3 separate regions of the Mus musculus genome follow, and all the other regions are linked to region 1. The links are chromatin contacts, called in public Hi-C and HiChIP or PLAC-seq maps. All regions are on one chromosome and are shown on one strand. The core of a region is the stretch at or near the end of the contact, and the rest is flanking DNA. Distances in the headings are between cores, read along the strand shown.

What was found. A called contact is a pair of places that touch in the nucleus more often than the background predicts. HiChIP or PLAC-seq counts read pairs in DNA pulled down with a chosen protein or histone mark.
Region 2: an H3K4me3 HiChIP or PLAC-seq map of embryonic forebrain shows a contact between it and region 1, with 7 times the contacts expected there. The contact joins the enhancer-like site here to the promoter of Kcnh1 in region 1. A contact is called at or near these places in 12 of 39 promoter capture datasets (the 3T3-L1 cell line, the C10 cell line, the SN4741 cell line and 8 more), 2 of 484 Hi-C or Micro-C datasets (bone marrow-derived macrophages and tail fibroblasts), 10 of 115 datasets of contacts at active chromatin or transcription factors (SST interneurons, VIP interneurons, embryonic basal ganglia and 6 more) and 2 of 9 other capture datasets (adipose tissue and liver).
Region 3: a Hi-C map of proximal limb bud shows a contact between it and region 1, with 3 times the contacts expected there. The contact joins the enhancer-like site here to the promoter of Kcnh1 in region 1. A contact is called at or near these places in 27 of 39 promoter capture datasets (the 3T3-L1 cell line, the C10 cell line, the HPC-7 cell line and 14 more), 8 of 15 datasets of contacts at CTCF or cohesin (CD8 T cells, the NIH/3T3 cell line, embryonic stem cells and 3 more), 228 of 484 Hi-C or Micro-C datasets (the AML12 cell line, the AtT-20 cell line, B cells and 111 more), 30 of 115 datasets of contacts at active chromatin or transcription factors (PVALB interneurons, SST interneurons, Th17 cells and 19 more) and 3 of 9 other capture datasets (adipose tissue, liver and pancreatic islet).

What each region holds. Positions count from the first base shown.
Region 1 is chr1:192,188,767-192,193,394 of GRCm38.p6, reverse strand. Kcnh1 (potassium voltage-gated channel, subfamily H (eag-related), member 1) reads right to left here and starts at 2,618. Exons shown (of 11, transcript NM_001038607.2): 1 at 2,309-2,618. The coding sequence starts at 2,387.
Region 2 is chr1:192,680,552-192,685,179 of GRCm38.p6, reverse strand. The region is part of intron 8 of Hhat (hedgehog acyltransferase); the gene reads left to right. Among named protein-coding and RNA genes, the nearest start is that of Gm22265, 63 kb to the left of the region's middle. Within about 2 kb of position 2,784, at least 8 of the 459 cell types and tissues checked have an H3K27ac peak or open chromatin away from gene starts, as enhancers often do. A contact at or near this core is called in embryonic forebrain, where this site is marked.
Region 3 is chr1:192,602,638-192,607,265 of GRCm38.p6, reverse strand. The region is part of intron 9 of Hhat (hedgehog acyltransferase); the gene reads left to right. Among named protein-coding and RNA genes, the nearest start is that of Gm31011, 89 kb to the right of the region's middle. Within about 2 kb of position 2,660, at least 7 of the 459 cell types and tissues checked have an H3K27ac peak or open chromatin away from gene starts, as enhancers often do. A contact at or near this core is called in extraembryonic ectoderm and proximal limb bud, where this site is marked.

The DNA of each region.
Region 1 (4,628 bases), core at 1,369-3,868:
CGTCACCCAGGCCTGCTGGGATAAAAGGCCTAGCAAGGTGATTATGAAGTATTGCTATTTAAATGCTGTGATGACCAAAAATAGGCTGGCAGGTTTCAAGAAATGATCAATATTTTAAACAGGCTATTTCTGTAAAAGTAAAATGCATGCAGATGTGTTTCTCAGCATTCACAGTATTTAGTCACTCATAGACAGGGACTAATATGAAAACAATCACAAAAACTTCAAGTCAGCACTCTGTACCCTAAAACAGAGCATTTAAGGGGTCTTCCTGCTCCCCAGGATCATTTGGGCTTGTCTTTATTGTTGTTCCTTTTTAGTTGTTGGGAATCAAGCTGTCGGAGCAGGTGCTGAGATAAAAGGCCAGTGCTAAAAATACTCCACACTGCCTGCTTTATCGACGTTCTACCTATACTCACGCCAGGGAACTGCGCTGAGATCAACTGATCAGAAGGTTGGTTTAGGAGTTTTAGCTCCCCCTAGAAGCCCAGGCCACCCTGGCTATAGCCTGCAGCTTCGTGCTCCAGCTAACAGAGTGCACCATGGTTTCCCTCTAACTTCAGGGTACTGCCTCCTCTCCAATAGACAGACTTCTCATAATGTTCATGGCATTTATTATGCAAACGTTATACGTCCCTCAAGTGGGATCCCCAAGTCTGCAAAACAGTGCCCATATCGGGTCAGTTAAAAGCCATAATAATACACTAACTTCAACCATCGCTTTCAGATTTGTATGCCAAAGGAATTCTTCATGGCTGCCCATTTAGCAATTATTACACACACACACACACACACACACACACACATACACACACAAGAGGGAGGGGCAGACCCAAGTAATGACTATGACCTTGTGGCTGCCTGTTTAGCAGTCATTACACACACACACACACACACACACACACACACACACACACGGCCCCTGGTAGTAACTGTGACCTTGCTTTAAAGACTCCTTTAAACCTTGGAGGGAAAGGTAATGACCGAGTAGTACTCATCTTTAAGAGGCACACAACAAAGGTGAGATAATTTCTAAGAAAGCTCTTAAATAGTAGGTAAGATTTGCTATGGTAGCCCACGGGCTTTGTCTTGTAAACTTAAGTCCCTTTTTAATTAAAGACACTGTATAAGAGGCAGGGGTCAGTTTTCACGCCCTTCCATTGAATCCCTAACTGAATTCAGCTGGAAGCTCATCACTATCAACCCAAGTTCCAAGGCTGCACGCCATGTTTACACTGGCAAAACCCAGCTCTTGAGTTAGGTCCCCACAGCCTCTCCAACGGAGAGAGTCGCCTGCTTCTGGAAGGAGAGGGGCCCAGAAGTCTGCTAGGGGGATCTCAGAATTGGGTAGCCTGGTGAACAGGTGTATGCAGCAACTCCCCATCTCCAGGACTGTATGTGCAAGCTGTGGGTCGGAAAGGTTTGGATAGCTCCCTTTGGATCGCTACTCTGAGGACTTTTCGCCTTCTGGGCTTCATGCTAATAAACCATAGGAAACTGCAATCTCTGAGTAAAAAGGTGTCGAAAATTATTCCCCTTCCATCAGTCATAGTAGGACTCTCTCCTCCCAGCTACAAAAACCTCGTGCTTGTGCACAGGTTTCTTGGGTAATGAATCGGCTTGTGATGGAGGACAAGATTGGGAGGGTTTAAAAGAGACAATAGATGCCAAATTTGTACCCGGGACCACTTAGTTCCCTCTGTTTCCCCGGCTGAGTCCAGAAAAACCATCGGACCTTCGTGAGCCATTTGCTCTAGCTGGTTGGCGAGGGTGCATAAGACAGCCCTGCCAAAGGGTTTCTTCTGGTCAGACTTTCCTGCTTAAGGGATGGAAGGTGGAGTTGGCAACGTCCCTGCACCCGAACAGGGCCAGGACCAGTAGCCCAGCTCTGCTGCTACCTCTGGCCTCCCTGCTCCTCAGGACTCCCGGGGAGCCTCCGCGGGGAGGCGGCCAGTGCGCATCAGGAGCGCAGTGCTTGAAGGTGGCCAGCCTGCAGCCACTTTTCGCATGACTTTTCTCACCAAATGCCAGGCTTTCCTGGAGAGGACAGCGGGAGGGCGCGGGAAAAGGCCCCAAAGGCGTAGGCTAGAGATCTCTCCTCCAGAGATGGGGCACACTAGACCCCCTCCAGCCCTGCCCACCTCCCAGGCCCGCAGGCAAGAGAAGCTGGTGAGCGGAGCTCCGGGATGCCCCCGCATCTGTTGGCACCAGGCGGGAGGCGTCTGCAATCACCGCACTCAGAAAAAAAAAAAAAAAAAAAAAAAATCAAAACCCACCTGGGCGACAGAAATCCAAAGGCAGTTCTTACCGTTGGACCGCCGCACGATGTTCTCCAGAAACGTGTTCTGCGGGGCCACTAGTCCCCGCCGGCCGCCAGCCATGGTCATCCTCCCGACTGCCGGACTCTGGGGGCGTCCGGCGCCGTGTCTCACCGCAGCAGGCGGCCGGGTGCGCAGCCCGCAAGCGTTCCTGGCTCCACGCGCCCCATGCGCTCCGCAGCCCCGGAGCGCAGGGGCGGCGGCTGGCTCCCGCTGCCGCCCTCGCTGCGCTCCGCACCTCCCCGCTGCGGCCCGCCCGGGTGTGCGCTCGAGTGCCCCGGGCTCGGTGCGCCGCGGCCGCCTCCCGTGGGCGGAGGGAGCCAGCCGGTCCAGGGCGCCCCCTACCGTGCGCGCATCCCTCGGGGACACAGCCGTAACCAAGAGCCACGGGGTGAGGCTGGAACCGGAGCGGCACCCTCTGGGTGCAGCGGGAAGTGTTATCCAGAGTGTGCCTGGGGTGTGCAGAGCACGGTGAGCAGCTTTATTGGTAAAGTCACATACACACACACACCCGAAAAGGTCACAAGAAGACTCTTTCTTTACGCGGTGTCAGATCGGAGTCAGAACCTTCAGGCTCTGCAAACAGCATGAGCTGCATGTCTATCCAGCTTCCCCAGAATTAACCAACCAAGTGTCTAAGGGCAACAACTTACAGAGTGACTGCCAGATTCAGCTCCCAGGAGCCGTTTTGGTTTGTCTTTACCATCAATGTGCCTGCAGCCTCCTCAGTTGATAAATGGCTTTCACCTGTTTGGCGTCTTCTCTTACAGAGCAATCATTTTACCAAAAAAGAAAAACAACAAAACATGAGTTGGCACATCGGGGTTTCCAGCTACAGTACAATCTCTTAAGATTTGTGTGTAAGGTGAAAAAAACAAAAAAAAAAACAAAAAACGGGAACTGGCTGTCCAGCATCAAAGAGGAGGGCTACTTCTGAAAGCTTCCCAAAGTAAAAGTACATCAGATTTTAATTAAACAGCCATAGCTGTGGCTTGGAGAAGCATCCACAAGGCACAGGTGAAGCAGGTGCGGCTTCACAGCAGGTAGAAATGACTTGGACCTCTTGTTCACTGAAGGAAGAGGGGGTGTTCCAACTGCACATAATGTGTACCTGTCGTTGTGCTGTGCGTGTGGCGGGGGACTGAGACAATGCCCACAGAAGGATGCATTGCTACTTGACTGGTTAGTTTCCAACTGGACAAAGATTCAAAATAAAATGCAAAGATAAACCCGCCGCTGAAGCCCGTGACGCCGGGGCTCACCTCCGGAAACACCTTAATGGTTCGCAAAGACACACTGTCTCAATTTTTTAATCTCAGAAGCAGAGCCAATTCCTTCCAGGCATTCTCTGAGTGGTCGAGCACTGCGGAGAATAGACGGGGGGGGGGGGGGGGGGATCCTGACTTTAAAGTTCTGTGCGGGAGGTCTGCAAAGATGGCTCAGCACCTGAGAGCACTCTTGCAGGAGACCTGCGTTTAGTTCACAGTAGGCCAAAGCCATCTGAAATTTCAGTTCCAGACCATTTGATGCCCTAGTCTGACTTCTTCAGGCACCAAGCATGTGCATAGTACACGTACAAACATGCAGGCAAAACACTCAAACTCACAAAATCTGTCTGAAAAAAAAAAAAATAAGTGCCAAATCAAATGTCATTTTCAGAGTGACTAAATTAATTGGGCCATTATAAATGTCACCTTTCATCTATCTGTGTGGATATAACTCAAGCAACGCTCCTGCCAGCAGAAGATGGCTCGGCAGGACTGGTGTGTGCTATGACTTGAAGGTAAAGCTGCATCTCTCCCACTGGATAACGGCTCCCTGCAGGTTAGAGCTGTGATTTCTTAAACACTGGCTCCGTCTAGTGGTTCTTTGTTCTATTACAAATGAGGTAAACTACTCAAAGAGAACTTGATTTTGATGGCTACCCACTTCATTTGAGTAGGTTCCTTTGAATAAGGCAAGATCTTACAGCTGTGCCATGCATGATGGAAAGTGCTCAAGGGGTAGCTTTACATGATTGTGTGTGTGTGTGTGTGTGTGTGTGTGTGTGTGAGAGAGAGAGAGAGAGAGAGAGAGAGAGAGAGAGAGAGAGAGAGAGAGAGAGACCCTTCAATCAAGATCATGCACCTGTTTGTGGAAGTGAAAACAATGGGGGTTGTGGGGTGGGGAGAGGCATCTGACAGAGAGAGACCATAAAATTTCCCTCCTACTCTGTGGCTTAGATAAAAAGGAACAGGTGTCATTCGTTTGAGGTGAGAGCCTTGGTGGGCTACCTGTTAAAAGGAGCTCAGGAGTAAGCTTCCCATATGA
Region 2 (4,628 bases), core at 1,535-4,034, 490 kb before region 1:
TCCTCTGCAAGAGCAGTATGTGCTCATAACTTCTCTCCAGTCCCCAAAGCAGTTCTTGGCACCGTTTCTTGTGTCTTGAGACTGCTGATTGGCTTAGCCTTTGGTGTGCTTGCTTTGTGTTCAGATCCACTCACCACCTTTACTCCCGTTCACCTGGGTGCCCAGGTGTTCAGTGTTACAGTCCTGGATACAAGCAGCATTCTCTGATCCTGTCTGATTGCTTCCCAACATACAATGTTAATCCTTTGTCTTCTAAGAAGAACTAAACAGTGGCTAACCTCTGAGGTAAAGATTGCATGGTGTCTGATTGTTCTGCTTGGAGGTATTGCTTTATTTCTTGGCGTGGTGCACAGCTTGACGAGCTCCAGAAGTTTCGAGGTGAATGCTTAGGTTTGGGGTTTGGGAAGCTCATTTTGCCTGTCTTTCTTGGGTGGTGTGTTTAAGCGACACCTTACACATGCGTGATTTTGCCTCGTTAATGCTGAACTCATGCCCAACTGCATGGAAACTTGGGCCCGAGGGAGCACGGACATTGCTTTCTTAGATAAAGCACATCAGGGCCTTCTTGTGCTTAGGAACACTACACAGTACTTCCATGCTGTGCTTGGGGGACAGTGATATCACACCCCCCCCCCCAGAATGCACCAAAATGTGGCATCCAACAGCATAGTGAGCCCTCTCTAACAGGTCAGGAGACTCAAGTTTTTGGTCTCTGAGCTTGAGTAACTGTACAAATGTTAATTTGGAGGTATCCATGGGTTTTAGTGAGCAGATAAACTCATAAATACGGCATCCTGGGATAATGAGCACGGATTTTCAAGGTCACCAAGAAGGTCATATGCGGTGAAGACTTGAAGGAAGGCATGAGAGTCACATTACTGGAGAGGTGCTGCAGGAGAGGGTGCAGCCAGTGGAAGGGCCCTAAGCCTGAGGCATGTCTAAGAATTGCGATGGAGCGGTCTCGGATGCCATCCTGTATCCTTTGTTTACACATTTCATTTAGATGGAGAGTGCGGGAGGGCATTGAGCTATGGGGCAGGTATACTGTGTGGAAGCAGTAACCCAGAGCCCAGCCCTGAGAATGCTCTCACCACATAAAACACTACTAGGCTGGACCTCTGACGTCCCACCATGGCTCCCAGGCATATACGGGGTCCAGCATCAGGAACCTGGATGTCTTTGGAGAGTCAGGAGGAAAGCTGAATCCTGGGGCTGTGGTGGGCAAAGATCTTGGTGGCTGAGGATGAGCTCTCGGGGTTAATGATGACTACCATGAGGTTCTAGGGGTCCATGAGATGGCTCAGTGGATAAAGGCACTGGGTCTAATGTTCCTAAAATTTCTTCCCAAGGAGAGACATACGCCATATTTGCCCCTTCTCCAAAGGTCCCAATGGCAAATCAAAGCACAATTCCACCAAAGTCCACCAAATTTCACTCTAAAGAATCAGTAAACTCTATTGGGTGCCCCTAGAGAGCATAGGTGAAAGGTTACTTAAAGGGGTGTGGGTGCTCCCCCACTAATGACTGTGTCTGGAAAACCCTACTCAGCGAGGATCAGAGTGTCCCTGTAACCACTGAGATGGAGCCCCCTCCCTCTACCCCCTCCCCAGGCCACATGTAGAGTTGCCAGTTAGTAGGGTGCAGCTGGATACTCTGGGCAGAGGTGGGGCTTGCAGGTGACAGGGGAAGCAATGGGGGAAGATATGTAAAACAGCTGCGGTGACCATTTCCAAGGCAGACTCAGCTATGGCCCCAAGATGTCAGTTGCTTGGCTCAGCGGACAGTCACTCACTGATGGCCTGAGTCTGATTTCCAGTACTCACACCACGGAAGGACAGTACTGGCTTCCACAAATTTTCCTCTCAACTCTGCCCACAACCCAAATTAAACAAGTATGTGTTTAAAAGGGCTGAAGATGGGCTCCAGCTTAGGGTGGACTAGTTGAAAAATTCATTTCTAGAAAGCCCTGACGACGTTAATGAGGCAGGAACATTGGCATGATTCTAAACCTAGGGTGCCAGCAGCTAGGTGGTTTTCCTGGGTAAAAGGCAATTGGGTTTCCTTACAGAATTTTCCTTTTTCTTACAATCATGGTCCAGTTCTTAAGACTTCGAATCCTTTTACTCGCTTTGTGTGGTAAGAAAAAGGTGAGACAGATCTCCTGAATAAAGGTGTTTACATCTGAAATCGAGTTTGGAAATGATTCAGGTCACATCCCGGAGTTGCCTGAGTGACTACAGAAAACACTTCAAGGCAGCGTGTTATTAAAGGCAGGTGCAACAGAGCTCCGCCTTTACCGTGTGAACTTATTAGCATTTCAGGCTGATACCTCTTTTAGATTTAATTAGATTTCAGGCTTCAATCCATTTATTAGATGAATTTCTCACTGCTTAAAGGGTGTAATGTGCTCACAGCAGTGGCTTCTGTGAGGCCCCTTCTCCCTTCCTCACCCAATCAGGCAGATCCTGGCTTCTGGCTGATTCAAAGCCAGAGGTTATTTTCCAAGGCTCCCACACTGCATAAATACAACAACCTCTTTTGTGATTGCAGATGCTTGGGCCATTGGCTTTTGTATCCACCTCACTGTGCCCTGGATGCTCTGGTGGGCTTACTAACAGTAAAGGTAGCGACTGTGTAACAATAGCCACCTTCTGGTTCAGAGGCTTTTTTGTTACTGTGAATCTGTCTACAGTTATTTTGGTGCAAAGTCCACAGGCCTTTATTTCTACTGTTAGGAAGGTGTTGGGGCTGTGTAGATAGTAGGCAAGCAAGTGTAATGTAATGACTCAAGCCCTGATAGTGACTGGCAAGACAAGCTGGCAAGCAGGGTACCAGCTGTATGCATTGAGCAATGTGCTGAGTTTATTTAGGAGTTTTATGGCCAGTGTCTGTGAAAATGCAGCTCTCACCTCACAGGATGGTTTATTCTAGAACCAAATACAAATAACCACAGCCTGGGAACACAGATCCAGCTTTTCTCGAAGGCCATGTTCCAAGGAGGTAGCAATCTTACAACATTAACATAGAAATAGAACAAAGAACATTATGAATCAATAGTTCTCAAATACATGGGTCAGGTGGTGGGTTATAGCAAACTGGGGACAGTCTGCTGTAGTTCTTGTTGCTTTCTGAGGACACGCTTAGCTTTTGGGTTGGTGGAAGCTGGCGTGATAGTCACAAGGCCATTAAGTCACAGGTAGAGGAGAACAATGACTATTCAACAGCCCAAGATAGCAAATTTTTAACTGGGCCTTGGACTTGCAACATTCCAACCTCTGCACAGTCATTGAAGTTATTGAAGTTCTAACTAGCTTGTGTAGGATGGTCGTCGAAAATGTATGTGTTCAAAGAACTTGCATCTACACTGTGTGAGCTCAGGCTGGGATTGTCTCCCTCTGTGAAGGGAAACTCTGGAAAGCTTTTTCTTCCAAGGCTGCTGGAGGTCTGCTTCAGCTTAGTGGCTCTTTCCAACTTCTGCTGTGTGTCTGTCTGTAGGGTAAGGAAAGGCAGCGTGAAATATCAAGTTGTGTTTAGTGACTATGCTCCAGATCAATAATGTTTATAACACAAAGTAGAAGAAATGGTGTTAGTCGATGTATTTTATTTTCTAAATGAACTAAGTAAGGCCTCATGTGAAGATCAGCTGTGGCCATCTCAGTCAAGGAAGTGGTTTGTTTGTTTTTTAATCATATGTACTATACATCTTCTAACATATAATTTTGAAAATCCCACTGGAAAAGGCAATAAGATTTAACAATGAAGGTGGAGAATAGAAATATTTCTGTCATTTACAATAAATACTTTGCCACGGTGCAAAAGCTGTGTTCAGATTTCTGGGATTCATGGTGCAAGAGTTAACCAACCTTTCTACACACACACACACACACACACACACACACAGGTGCACATATGTACACACACAGGCGCACATGTATACACACAGGCACACATGTACACTCACGTGCACATGTACACACATGTGCACATATACACACATCCACATATACACACTTACAGTCATATATGTGCACACTCAGACATACATGTGCATGCACAATTGCTCATATGTATACACAAATACACACATATGTACACATACACTTGGTTGAGAAGCATATCCTAGTGATAATTTAGAGCTGTGGCTGATTAGTGGGCTCATCTTTGAGGAGATGACTGGCTTTATTTTTGCAAGACCATGTATGGAAGGTGCAGGTAGAAGTGGGTGAGCTCTAAAGAACATGAGCTTTTCCACCTGTAGATTTGTCATCAAGGAACACTAAGTTAGTCCCCTAGAGCTCATTTCTCTGGGAGGGGAGTGGAAGTGTACTAGACTGATTGGATTGGCATTTTAGGGTCTCTTTATCCATTCCCTCAACAATGTTGAGTCTTAGGCCTGGAGAGGTGGCTTAGCAGTTAAGAGTACTTATCTCTCTATTAGAGGACTAGGGCATGTATTGCAATATCCATACTAAGTGACTCACAAATGCCTATAACTCCAGCAAGGACATGTGTTTATGTTGTGTATTTGAACAGTGATAATATAAGAAGTTGTATGACATTTCCTGGGGAGATATGAACAGAGGGGCTACTTATAGGGGCATGGATTCTTAATGTAGTTGCATTACTGA
Region 3 (4,628 bases), core at 1,411-3,910, 410 kb before region 1:
TTAATTTACGGAAGGCTCTGCCTTGTGTGACACGCACATAGTGTCATCCTTGGCTCCTGTGTGTATCATGCCAGCTCTTAAAGTATTACTCTCTAATGTGCACTCAAGCATGCATTTGGTCATCATGGGGCCATTTAAGTGGGTGGTGTTGGCCAGCCAGCACTCACCACATCCTGAGAAACGTGCTATTATTTCCTGAGCACAGGGCGATAGTCTTGCTTTGTTTCCGTAAGTGTTGCCCTGGCACAGGGGTGGGGAGCAAACGTCTCAGAGTTATTGTCACTTGTGTCCAAGCTTAAGCTTTATCAATTTCCCCTCCCAGCACCCAGTTCTAAAAGGCATCTTCTCTGATAGGGACTGTGAATCGTAATTGTGATGAACGAGAGGCAGCTGCAACAGTTCCACCAAAGCTGGTTTGTCAGAGCCTCGTTTTCAGCCCAGAATGGGAATGGCCTCCTCAGCACCTCCAGCAGCCATCAGGCTTGGCTTATTCACTGTTGCCTGTATGGCATCACTGCCTGTATGACATCACTACATGACATCACTGCCTTATGACATCACTGCTTGCATGATATCACCACTATTTTATCTCACTTGCTTCACATTCTGGCCATTGAACCCCATCTGTGCTCCCTACAGAAAAGTCTTTTCATGGCCATTGTGCTCCAGTGTCCTGGGTGTGTGTGTGCCTGTACCTGTGTGGTGTGCACTTGTGTGCATGTGGAGGTTAACAGACTATCACTGATGTCATTCCCTAGGTTCTGTCTACCTTATGTTTTAAGCCAGGGTCTCTAACAGGCTTGGATCTTGGTATTAGGCTGCCTTGCTAGCAAGCTGATTGTGAACATGGCCCTCAGTGGTCAGCTTTCTTACATGGGGCTTTAGGAATCGAACTCTGTTCCACATGCTTGCAAGGAGAACACTTCACCCACTGAGCCATCTCCCCAGCCAAAGGCACTCCTTATGGGTGTCTTTTGTCCTTTCCCAACTACAATCCCGATTTCTGGACTTCTCTGTGACCAACACACTGGGGTGAGGGAGGGTGTGGATGCTGGAGAACAAGGGCTTGGTTTGTTGTTGCTTTGTTTTTATTTTTCTAGAAAACTTGACTTGGGCGCCCCCAAAGTGGGCAAAAGAGTCATCCTCCTGCAGGCCCGTGAAAACACCCTCACATGCACCTGATGTTGGTGGCCCCCTGAAAAGCCTCTAAGAGTCAAGGTCACAAATTACCATTCCCAACTTAACTTTTAATTTTTCCTTGTTTGTTTTGAGTCTCACTGTGTAGCCCTGGCTATCCTGGAACTAAGTATGTAGATTGGTGTTTGTGTGTGTGTGTGTGTGTGTGTGTGTGTGTGTGTGTGTGTGTATGTGTCTAGAATTGATAGAGATCTGCCTGCATTGGCTGCCTTAGTACTAAGATTAAAGGTGTGCTTTAATCTTAAAATTTGTTGTTTCACTTTTTGGATAAACCTCCCAGTTTTTGGTACTTCTGGCAGCTCCCCTGGGAAAAATGTCAGCAGATAAATGTCTTACCGTCCAGGCCCTGTCAGCTTTCTTGTTTGTTTGAGGAACCTCTGTGAGTGGTTTAACTGGATTTCTGAGAGCACAGTGAGGGTGAGGGTGGGGCGGAATGGGGGTAAGCCTGCGGTAGTGTGTGAGGGTGGTGGGCATTTATCAAGTCAGCTTGCTGCAGTCACTGTAGGCAGTGTTTACATCCAGTGGGTGAGGAGGAGGGCGGGAAGAACAGGAGAAGATGAAGGCTGTAGTCTCTCTCTCGGGGTCCCTGATGTTAGAAGAGCTTTGATTTTCTCCTGTGTGGCGTGACAGATGTTGCTTGTCCTCCACCTAAACAGTGGTCTACAGTACAGGAGCCTGGCACAGGAAGTATAAAGAAATGTGTTAGGCTGCAATGAACATGTGATTCCAAGAGATAAGAAATCAAAGGGTGAGAGAGGGCTGGGGGTGATAGCTCAGTTGGTGAAGAGCTTGCCTTACAAGCAGGAGGACCTGTGTCCAGTTCCTTCAGCCCAGGTGGGTAAAGCTGGGTATGGACTATGCTTCTAATCCCAGTTCTGGGGCTGTGGAGATAGGTGGCTTCTTGGGGTTCTCTAACCAGCCAGCCCAGCTACTTGGCAAGCTTCATGTTAATTAGAGACACTGTCTCAACAACCAAGGTGTGTACATAATCACATCAAAGAGTAAGGTTAGATGAGAAAAATATTCCTTGAAGTGAGTATTGGACCCTAGTAGAAGGAAACATGGCTGAGGTAGGCTTTGGAAGGACTACAGGGCCTAGATCCAGGATGAAGTCACTAAAAGGGTGGAGTCTATCTAGGTGATTCAAAAGGTAGTCCAGGCAGGAGCCAGTTCAAGGCTGACTTCGGTAGAGCCAGGCTGATGGGTCTCCATTTTGGTCATAAGGCAATGGGGGTCTGACGTAGATAATATGTCTCTAAGGTAAACACTTGGAGGCTGTGACAGATGCATTCTTCCTGGGGAGAAGAGCTTTTTGGGCAGCCAGTTTCTTTTGCCTTGTAATTGTATATCCAGCTGTTAATTTTCTTTTCTGTGTGACCACTAACTAGACTTTTCACATGTGGTTCTATGTTGCCATGGGAACCTGAGGTCTGCTCTCAGCAGAGCCTCTCCTCTTGCCTCCGGGAGGCCCCGTCCAGCATGGCTGCCTGTGTCATTGCACCGCAAATGCAGATGGAGAGTGAAATACCTCTGTAGGCCTCCTGGCATTTCTCCACTGCACTTGTCTTCAGAACACTTTTTTCTAGAGGGCCCAAGGCACAGCACCAGTACAGTGACCTTCACGTTGCACACGGTCCTTTTATAGCACACATTTCCCAAGAAGCCATGACAAATGAGTGTGAAAATGAGGGCCAACAGTGGGTAGGATGTGGGTGAGAGGCAGGCATCCCAGGAGGAACAGATAGTGCAGTTGCTCAGGAGAGGAGCTGTGTGTCCATCAGAGGAGCTGTGCCTGCTCCCAATGGCAATGCTGGTCTTTATGTCTAAGAGGTGCTGATAGACCAGAGGGTGGAGAGTGTTTCTGGAAAGGGGAGGATGTCCCCTTGTCCCTTTCAGTTTGCAGGGGAAGGAGGAGTGTGTGTGTGTGTGTCACATCATCCCCCAGATTCACCCCTTTTGCATCCGGCTTGCTGTGCTCTGCCCCATTTCATGTGGCCTGGAGAGGCATGTAAGTGCTTTTAGTATCCTCTTAGGAGGAAGGTAGGAAGACAGGCAGGCAGCCAGGAAATCTCAGTGGTTATTAAACTGAGTCTTCAAGGATCTTTTTATTAGCGATTAGGCGATGCTCGACAGCACTAAAGAGTCTATACTCTCTCTTTCTGCCCCTTCGAGTGAAACTCCAAGGAATCTGCTTCATGTGTTTATTTATAGCCCAAGACAAAGGCAGGCCTGGAAGAGGGGTTAGAAACCCATGGGGAGAAGCCACAGTCTGCCTTCAGGTGACCCTTGCCCCAAGGCTGCCCGTGCCTCTGTCCGCAGAGTGGAAAGTCCAGAAGATGGCGTCTTCCAGGCTGTTTGTTCAGGGTTACTTCAAAGGCTTGTCTGTCACTGGGACAGTGGCCCCTCCAGACCGTTGTCAGATTGCTTCAACATGGAGGAATGAAAACCAGGCATGGTAATGCATGCCTGTAATTCCACAGCACTCCAGAAACTGAGGCAGGAGGACTGCCTTTGAATTCAAAACCATTGTAGGCTATTCAGTGAGTAGTAGGCAAGTATATTATAAGAATGTGTGTGTGTGTGTGTGTGTGTGTGTGTGTGTGTGTGTATACACATATACTTTTTTATATATAAAACTTCAAATATACATATACACACACAAAGACATACATATGTAGTCCCCACCCACACAGTAGCCACTCATTTCAAGGGACATTGTCAGGTGACTTTTGTATCCTGAGTGGAAGGAAGGGCCATAGTGCCTTCGTTGCAGAGTATGGGAGATAGATGGTTTAGTCTATGGTAGAGTTGTCTTTATCCTCATCCATCAACACACCCTCAACTCCACATGTGTGGAGGACACCTGGGTAACATCTGGATTAAGCAGCAGCAGCAATGGGTTGGATCCACAGCACCCTCCTCTTCAGATTTAGCCCTGGATCTGCTGCTGGTGCTGAGTGGATCTGCTGTTGGTGCTGAGTCAAGAGAGATCGTTAGAGATCCTGAAGTCAGCAGGATGGAGTTCATGTGCTACAAAAGATACAGGAGTGCTTGTCTCTGTGATGATGCCATTTACGTGACAGCTTTGTGGGGTGTAACTGACAATTTGCATCTCTTCCTATTAACATTTGATGCCTTCGAACAGATGCATTCACTTAAGAAGTGGAAACCAGAGTCAGAGGAGTAGACATATCCATCACCTGTGAAGTTTTTCTCATCTGCCTTTGGCTTTCTTCATTTTTGTTTATAAAAATAGTCTATCAATTAATTTTTCATCCCCCGGACAAAACACAAGGCAGAAGCAGCTGAGGATGTTTGTTTTGTCTCAGTCTCTGAGGATGTTGTATTGGGTGGGGGAGGGAGAAAACAAGGGCGATGGAGACAGGGACTCTGTCAGCAGTGGCAGGAGCCTGTTGGCTTTGTCTGCAAGG